Regions from separate parts of the Cyprinus carpio genome. Here region 2 is linked to region 1. Evidence: chromatin contacts called from public Hi-C data. All regions are on one chromosome and are shown on one strand. The core of a region is the stretch at or near the end of the contact, and the rest is flanking DNA. Distances in the headings are between cores, read along the strand shown. Region 1 holds the start of LOC109108079 (forkhead box protein N3-like). Region 2 overlaps LOC109108079 (forkhead box protein N3-like).

Evidence for each region. A called contact is a pair of places that touch in the nucleus more often than the background predicts.
Region 2: a contact with region 1 is called in a Hi-C map of liver, with 6 times the contacts expected there. The contact joins the enhancer-like site here to the promoter of LOC109108079 in region 1. A contact is called at or near these places in 3 of 8 Hi-C or Micro-C datasets (liver and skeletal muscle).

Annotation. Positions count from the first base shown.
Region 1 is chrA17:6,725,547-6,729,468 of ASM1834038v1, reverse strand. LOC109108079 (forkhead box protein N3-like) reads right to left here and starts at 1,889. Exons shown (of 6, transcript XM_019121249.2): 1 at 1,590-1,889.
Region 2 is chrA17:6,794,166-6,798,087 of ASM1834038v1, reverse strand. The region is part of intron 4 of LOC109108079 (forkhead box protein N3-like); the gene reads right to left. Among protein-coding and RNA genes, the nearest start is that of LOC109108081, 20 kb to the left of the region's middle. Within about 2 kb of position 2,012, at least 1 of the 8 cell types and tissues checked has an H3K27ac peak or open chromatin away from gene starts, as enhancers often do. A contact at or near this core is called in liver, where this site is marked.

The DNA.
Region 1 (3,922 bases), core at 640-3,139:
GAAAGAGAGAGAGCAGACGCCTTCTGCAGGCTGCTGTGATGACATGCAGGCTTTTTTCCTTTTTTTTAGTAAGGGGGCTTATCTTTGTCTCTATGGTAACTGTGTCTCTGGGTGGTTATTAGAAAACCTGAACTTCCTGTGCATCTGCAGGATCAGCCAATCACGTGCCGTGTTTTCATAGGCGGAGATAGCTCGTGCTATAGGCAGTGAAGAGCGGCCACATGAGGGGGCCATGGAAACAGAGGGTCAGGGAAAACTTACAGCACGGCACGACACACCAGTCTGCATAAAACAGCCCGAAACGGTCTTCATTGCACTCTACGTATTTATAGAAACATCTAGTGACTACACTAAAGTAGGTTAGAAATCCTAGAGCTCATTTTTTTCCAGCAAAACAGCCTCCACGCCACGAGCTTTTTCCAAATAGGACATTGCCATCAAGGTATTCTATTATTTTTTAGGACGAAAATGGAAACTCTTGTGGAAAACACAAGCTCAGCATCTCAGATTCCCAGAAAGAACTTGCCATAGCACTGTGGCAAAGACACTTGCAGACAGACAACCACAGAAAGCTCAGAGCTCAGCAGAATGGCCAGAGTTACCAGAGTCCAGCTCTAATGACAATAAATCCACAGGATGTGCTGTGTACCAACACATTCATGCGGTTCGTTTTAACAGCAGCCTGTGGATGAGCAGAACTTAATGCTCATGAATGCAAATGAACAGACACTCTGTAGGATTACTGTTGCAAAGCAAACAGCTGACATGGAGCATGCATCTAGGACAGGACTTTCAGCTGTTGTGTCCAGGCGTGCAGAGAAAAGACAGCTGAACTAGAGAATTACAATGAGAAAGCTTAATTTTCCCAGCTCAGCAAAGGAATAAAACAGAAACTAGAAATGAACCAACAGAAAAAAAAAAAAAAAAAAAAACTAATATATGCCTATTTATATACCTATTATAATACACTTTTTGCGTGTTTATAGAAAGCTCATGCCACACACACGCGCGCGCTCACTTCATAGTTTCCCAGTAGACTCTCTGTCTCCTTGGTTTAAGCGGGTGAAATCGTTTGGAGCAATGTGGCTCACTTCTTCTTGTTTTCCACCCAGAGATCACATTCAAACTTCACTCGGTGGCTGGTTTATTTAACACTGCATTTGTTGACAAGTCTCAGAGCAAAGTTCCTTGCGTGGAACTCTAGGTGCTGAACTCGAGAACATCAAATACAAACAATAACAACCAGAACAGTGTGTTACTTCATCGGCACCAAGAAAAACATCAAGCGTTCCAGTAGGACAGCGAGGGAACGACCCCCGAGGCATGCTCAGCGAGGGACGGTCTAGACCTCTTCCAGCACTGTTTACAGCTGCAGTGACTTCCATTCCTCAGTGACAGGAGCGTGCCCTCTTTCCTGTCTGTGCTGTCACAATGTTTCATCCGGCGTAAGTAGCACATGTCCCACACGTAACTAGACTCACCAGCCAGGAGCTCCCAGCGGCGTCTATATGCTCTTGTACGCCTGCTGACTCTTGACAAAACAGAAAGCCCTGATAGATTACAGCAAGAATGATCAATCACACACAAACCTTTTAATCCAGATCGTCCCGATTGGCTGCCTCCGCATGAGCTCCAGATTTTTAAATCCGACTGGTTAATCCCTCCATTTCTCTCAGATTCGGTATTTTAGCAGTGACCACAGTGGGCTTTAACATTCACTTGGCTTTTTTCTCTCCCTCCCTCCTTCTTTCTCTCTCTCTGTGCACTCTGTTCTGAGACCGCTCACTGAGCTCTGGAACTAAGGGAGCCTGATGAGGAAGGAAGAGACTCGGTGGGTCCTAGTGTCTCTGGTGTTAACTGAAAGAATGCCATTGTTTCATGTGTAACCCAGGGCTACACTCTACAGACGGCTGATAAGTCCTGCGCTGTGCCAGATCCACTGGGGTATTTGTAGATGGAGAAAGATCTAGAGCTGCTCTATATCCATTACCTGGATAAACAATATAATAGTTGTAAGATCATTTACAAACTGATCTGATAAAAAAACATTTTACACTGCAAAAAAAAAAAAAAAAAAAAAACTTGATGGTTTAAACTTTAAAGCTTTTTTTTTTTTTTTTTGCAAAAGGACACACCATATCAAATCTTGCTTTTATAGAAATCTAGCAAAACTGAATGAGGTTTTTATAATAAAACCTAAAACAAAATAGTGTTCCATCCAAATTAAGTTTTTTCCTTTATTTTTCTTACTCCAATGTCAATTAGATTTCTCTCTAAAAAAAGAACTAAAATTTTATTTTGTTTTTGTTCTTAAAGTAAATGTATCTTGTTGTAAGTAGCATGAGATGTTTTTACTGTAAATGATACTGACATCAGATTTTTTTTATCATTCATAGGTGATAAAAATTCTGATATATACAGAATTTTTATCATGTGCGCTGTTTGTAGTCTTGCTCAAGTTTGTTAGGCAGAATATTTACATTTATGTTTTTATGCATACAACTTGTGTGCTATATATAGTCTCCTGGAGAAATGCGATAGCTGGAAGTGGTTATTCTTCATTATAAGATCTACAATTTTATCTGCGGGTTTGACATCAATGACATCAAATGTGATTGTTTCTCACATATCATGTGATCAATTGCAATGCAGCGAGTTAAAAAAAAAGGCAACAAAAAATACTGTATAGTTTAAGAGCTATTGCATAGCTTTAGTAGACTTAAAAGAATGGTGCACATGTACATATTAACTGGTTTTATACTTCATGGTGTTTTTTTGGAGATTGACAGTAAAAATCTACTGACAGGTAAGGAATAGAGCAGCTTGGATATTCTGCCTAATATCTGTTACACATATTAAAAATAATAGTAATAATACAACATAAGGATGAGCAGATGAGAATATTTGTTTGCATTACTCCTTTAATATCTGACTATATACTTTTTTTGCAAATTCAGATAAATGGCTCAAGTAGACTAAAGTAGGTCATTGCAAAATTCCTCCATGACATCAGCAGCGTCGAAGCACACAAATCACTGCCATTAAAAAATGTCTTACAAAAGGTCAAAACCCCTACTTTTTATCTCCCTCTCTATCCTTAGAAAACAGATTGAAAACCACCACTAAAAGCCTCATTTTAGTTCTGTCCTTCAAGAACATACTAATATTTAAACCCCCAAATCCTTTGCTACCAATCTGAAGTGCTTGCTATTGAAAATGTGGCAGCAATGCTAAAACTATTATGTGCACGTACGCTACAGCCAAGGCTATAAATATAAGCAACACATGGAGCGGCAGACTGCAAAACAGGGGGAAATTTGGGCTGCTTATATCTGTCAAGAGCTGCACGAATCAGGCCGCCGGCCATATGATCAGCCTGGAGGCTGAGTCCACCTCCTCAGCAGGGAGCTTTGTAACTGCGCTTCTCGTTTCTTTTTCAAAAACAGATTGAGAGAGAGGGGGATTTTTAGTTAAATACCCTGCATGCTTATGTGAAAAATGCCTCATGAGGGTCATAAAGTGTCTCAACTGAAACTTGGCCCTTATCTAAATAACAGTTGACTAATGTGCTCACAATGTAAACTCAGTGGCTTACCGGAAATTTTGGGGACCCCCCATGAACCATGAGATGAGGCCCTAGACACAAGTGGATACATCATGTACTAGCATTTCTTCTCGGGGGTGAAACAGCATCTGATAGAGAAAGACAGTTATTTTGGCTATTTTTATTTATCTGTTTATATGTGGAAATATTTTTCTAGCTTTAATTTCAGCGAGTATGCAAATTCTAACCAGTAAGTGAAGATTTGACTGTCACGAGTGATCAAGCAATTCTAAAACAGAGCACAGTTAAAAAAATGTGTGTGCATTTGGTCCACTGTGCTCACAAATCAGTATAACAATTAAAAGCATGATACATTGT
Region 2 (3,922 bases), core at 763-3,262, 68 kb before region 1:
TCATGTTTGGCTGGCAATAGTTCTTGTTCTGAAACATGCTTGCAATCAAAAGTACTCAACAGTCTTTAGCACCAGCCTTTGTCATTTTTACCCACAAGGGGGAGTCATTCACAACAAAGCAGATGTCTAACAGAACACTTAGTCCACTCTTTCCATGTACTTCCATATTACCTTATCAAAGTACATGAAAAAAAACAACACCATAAAAAAAAATATACACTTAAAATTCATCCTACACAATAATGCAGCCTTAAAGCCCATGATCACTGAATGTGAGTAAATGAAGCCTGAATTTTCATTTTTGCGTGAACTATCCCTTTAATACATGATTTACAACTCCTTCACATGAAATTTCACAGCAGTCAATCTGTAGATGAGCCGTCTTGACAGGACTCATCCTTGGGCAAACTACACACTCAGTAAGAAGTACCTAAAAACGCTGCTTATACAAAGAGTTTCAGGGCGAGAGTGCTTTTGGCCATTGTTTTCTCACAATACAGCTGGGGGCTGCGTGATTTGTACATTCGGGCCTATGACACGCACCACTGCTTCTGTAGAGCGAGCGCTTCTTTTCTCACAAAAGCCAAACAGCAGGGACTCCACATCCTCTCAAGAATCAGCCTCCGCACATGGGCTCTATGGCCACTGGGCTTCCTTCTGTGTAAACACCAGTGGAGGAGGAGGTGTACTGAAGGAGCTTTTGTATTCAACTGGCACACTTTTGTATGAGCAGGTTCAAGTAAGCAAGGTCAGAGGCCATATAGAATGACCGACTAAAAGCTTGACTTGCTATAAAAACATTTTACAGCTTTATGGCTAATGTACCATCAACACAATAAAAACCAATACAAAAAGAACAGTGTTTATATGTGTCTTAGTATTTATCCAGCATGATAATCTGAGATGATTTTCAATAAAAATGAATGTCAGTAGTCTTAAATACAAGCTGTGATGTCGTCATCTCAGATACATTACCATTAATATGTCACTTAAAAAATAAAATTTTGTCATCATTTACCATGCAAACAAATATATCTTTCTTTCTTCTGTAGAACACAATAGGAAATATTTTGAAGAATGATCACTCTGTTTTTATTTACATAATAAAAGCAAGCAAGCATGAATAAATAATTTGAATTTATTATTTTTTTTTATTATTATTAATTAATTAAAAACCACACACACACTAGAAGTTCAATAAAAGTGATATGATTTATGATTTCAGCCTTTGAACTATAAAAGTAAATTTTTTCGGAACAATTTGAGGTAATTTAATATTTTTTTTTTAATTAATAAAAGTCTGATTTATTATTATTAATATGTTTATTGACTCAAAATTGAAATTTGAGTAAATTCTGAAGTAATTCCTTTAAATTTAATTCAATGAGTAAAAAAGGAATCCAGATTAACACTAGCAAGACTTAATGGTGACTACAGCTTTGTAGAAATGCGCCAGAGAAACAAGCATTTACATGCCTGCTCATTTAATCTAATACTGCATCCGCTGGAATCACTCCTCTGGGGTATAATGAGAGAGACACAGTGAGAAAAGAGATAAAGACAGATAAGCACATAGACAGACACTGAAAGGAAGAGTAAAGGCGATGAGAAATGCAGATGACAAATTCCCTGTACTGTAAACTTGGCACCTGCTGTTGTGTAATAAAGCCCATGCATTTAGCTTAATTCTTTTCCCAGATGAACTATAGGAAGTATATTGGATTTGAGGGGATCGGTTTTCAGCTCAAATATTTGCAACGTGATAAATGTCGGCATTAGCCAGAATTAAAAGGAAGGAGAAGTCAAGTGATACACTGCTATCTTGAGGCACTGAGGCAGGAATAACAGCAAAGTGATGCCGGCATCTTAAACAATTCTCCTACACGCTACAGAGAGCACTCGGCTGTGGTGATGGATTTGTGGATTGCTATGAGAAGTCCTTCTGCCTTTCACGGCCAAATAAAAGCCCAAATACACACTCCCAAGATGGCTAGCGCATACATCTCACATACAAAGCCTTGAGAGATAGAAACAGAGTTCAACAGCAGATGCCTTTTTGTTCATAGAGCCACAGTGACTGCCACGCCACAGAACCGAATCCAAACAAAACGCCGTTTAAGGATTTCATTTCAAGAGGAGTTGCTGTCAGTACACTGGCAGAGATCGAAGGGCCCTTTGTAGGTCACATGGTGACAAGGGACCTCCTTAGGGACTAATCTTCCGCTCGCTGCTTCACAACTATTTACCAGGCTGCCATGGAAACCGAGACTGATATCCGAGTGTTCGCATTTCGCTCAGATCCTGCCTTTCGCCCCTGTGACCAGGAGCAAGGTCAGGCCAAAAAGATAAACAGCAAACGGGGTCTCAAAGTTAAGCAACGCTCCTACTGACTGAAAGCAGATGCGAGTAAACGAATGCTCTTTTTAAGTCAGTGTAAAACAGAGGCAGACAGGATGCCAGTGCATGTTTCGAATGCTCGGCGTGTGAGTTCTCCTTTGATTCGCCAGACAAATGAACATGTTGAAGGGCTTGAAGAATATTTATTATTCACAGGGTGGAGACCCAGCATTCATTTAAGTACTAGGTTCTGATGAGATTTTAGCACACGTTGTCGGGCGTGCAAACTTAACGATGCCTCGCACCGCGTCAGGGCCCCGGGGTTAAGCATTTTTAAGTGGCACGTCTTCAAACACAACCAGCGTTTTTACAAATAAACCTGTAGTTGAGGTCAAGCTGAGGTATGCAAGTTGGAAAACAAAATAAATCAAGTCATATCACTATGCTGGGTCTGGCCACGCTCTTAAAGGGATAGTCCACCCAAAAATGTAAATTCTGTCATCATTTACTCCCACATGCTGTTCCAAACCTTTACAAATGTGTTTCTTCTGTTAAACACTAAATGAGATATTCTGAAGTATGTTGGTACAAACAGTTTCCATACAATGGAGGTCAATGGGAACCATTTTCTGAATTTTGGGAACAGAATTCAAATTTTTGGGTATACTATGCCTTTAAAAATAAAGGTTATGTCAGAGCTGATAGCCTCATGGGCATGTTTCGCCGTTGTGCTTCCGGCGTCCTGAGTTTGAGTCCTGGCTTGCAGACCTTTGCCGATCCTGCCCCCTTTCTCACTCCCACTTCACTTCCTGTCCTATCTAAATAAAGGCATAAAACTCCAAAAATAAATCTTAAATTTTTTTATTTTTAATTAAATACAAATAAAGGTTCAAAGAGGTTAAAAAAATCTGACAAATAAATATCACCACACCATAGTTAACTGATTACATTAAGACCTGAAATTAAACATTTTGGTTTTTTTAAATATTTAGTGTAAAAATGCAAATGTGACATTATCCGATTAAATATGCACTAATTTGCATACAGTTGAAGAACTAAAGTGTGAACATTGGATAAAGCCAGGTTCAAAATACTTGTTTCATTTTGTTGACATTAGAGTCAAAGGTTTTAACAGAAAGGATTGTTGATATCTCTTATTATCGTGAATCAGAAAATACTGTCAAACACCATAAAAAAAAATCATTTTATCCATGTTTTTAGGAATTAAATGTTAATTTTAATGTATAAAAGCAGGCAAATTATAATGTATATGAACAAACCCATTTGTAAAAACCTTTAGAATAAAACTGTAATGTTTAGTGTATATACTACTAAAGTGGAAATCTCTGAGATTTCAGTGCATGAGAAAAAGCTGATTTTGAGAAAATGGCCTTTAAATATGTGTATTATATCTAAAATACAGACACAAACAGAAAAAGTCCCATAAATACATAGATTAATAAATAAACAAACACTAAAAGTGTATTTTGCATGTTTTCTTTATGCTAGTATATGAAATAGCCCAAAATTTCGACATTGACCAGTGCATGAAAAAAGTTTTTGCCTGTAGTGTCTTGCCTTAAAA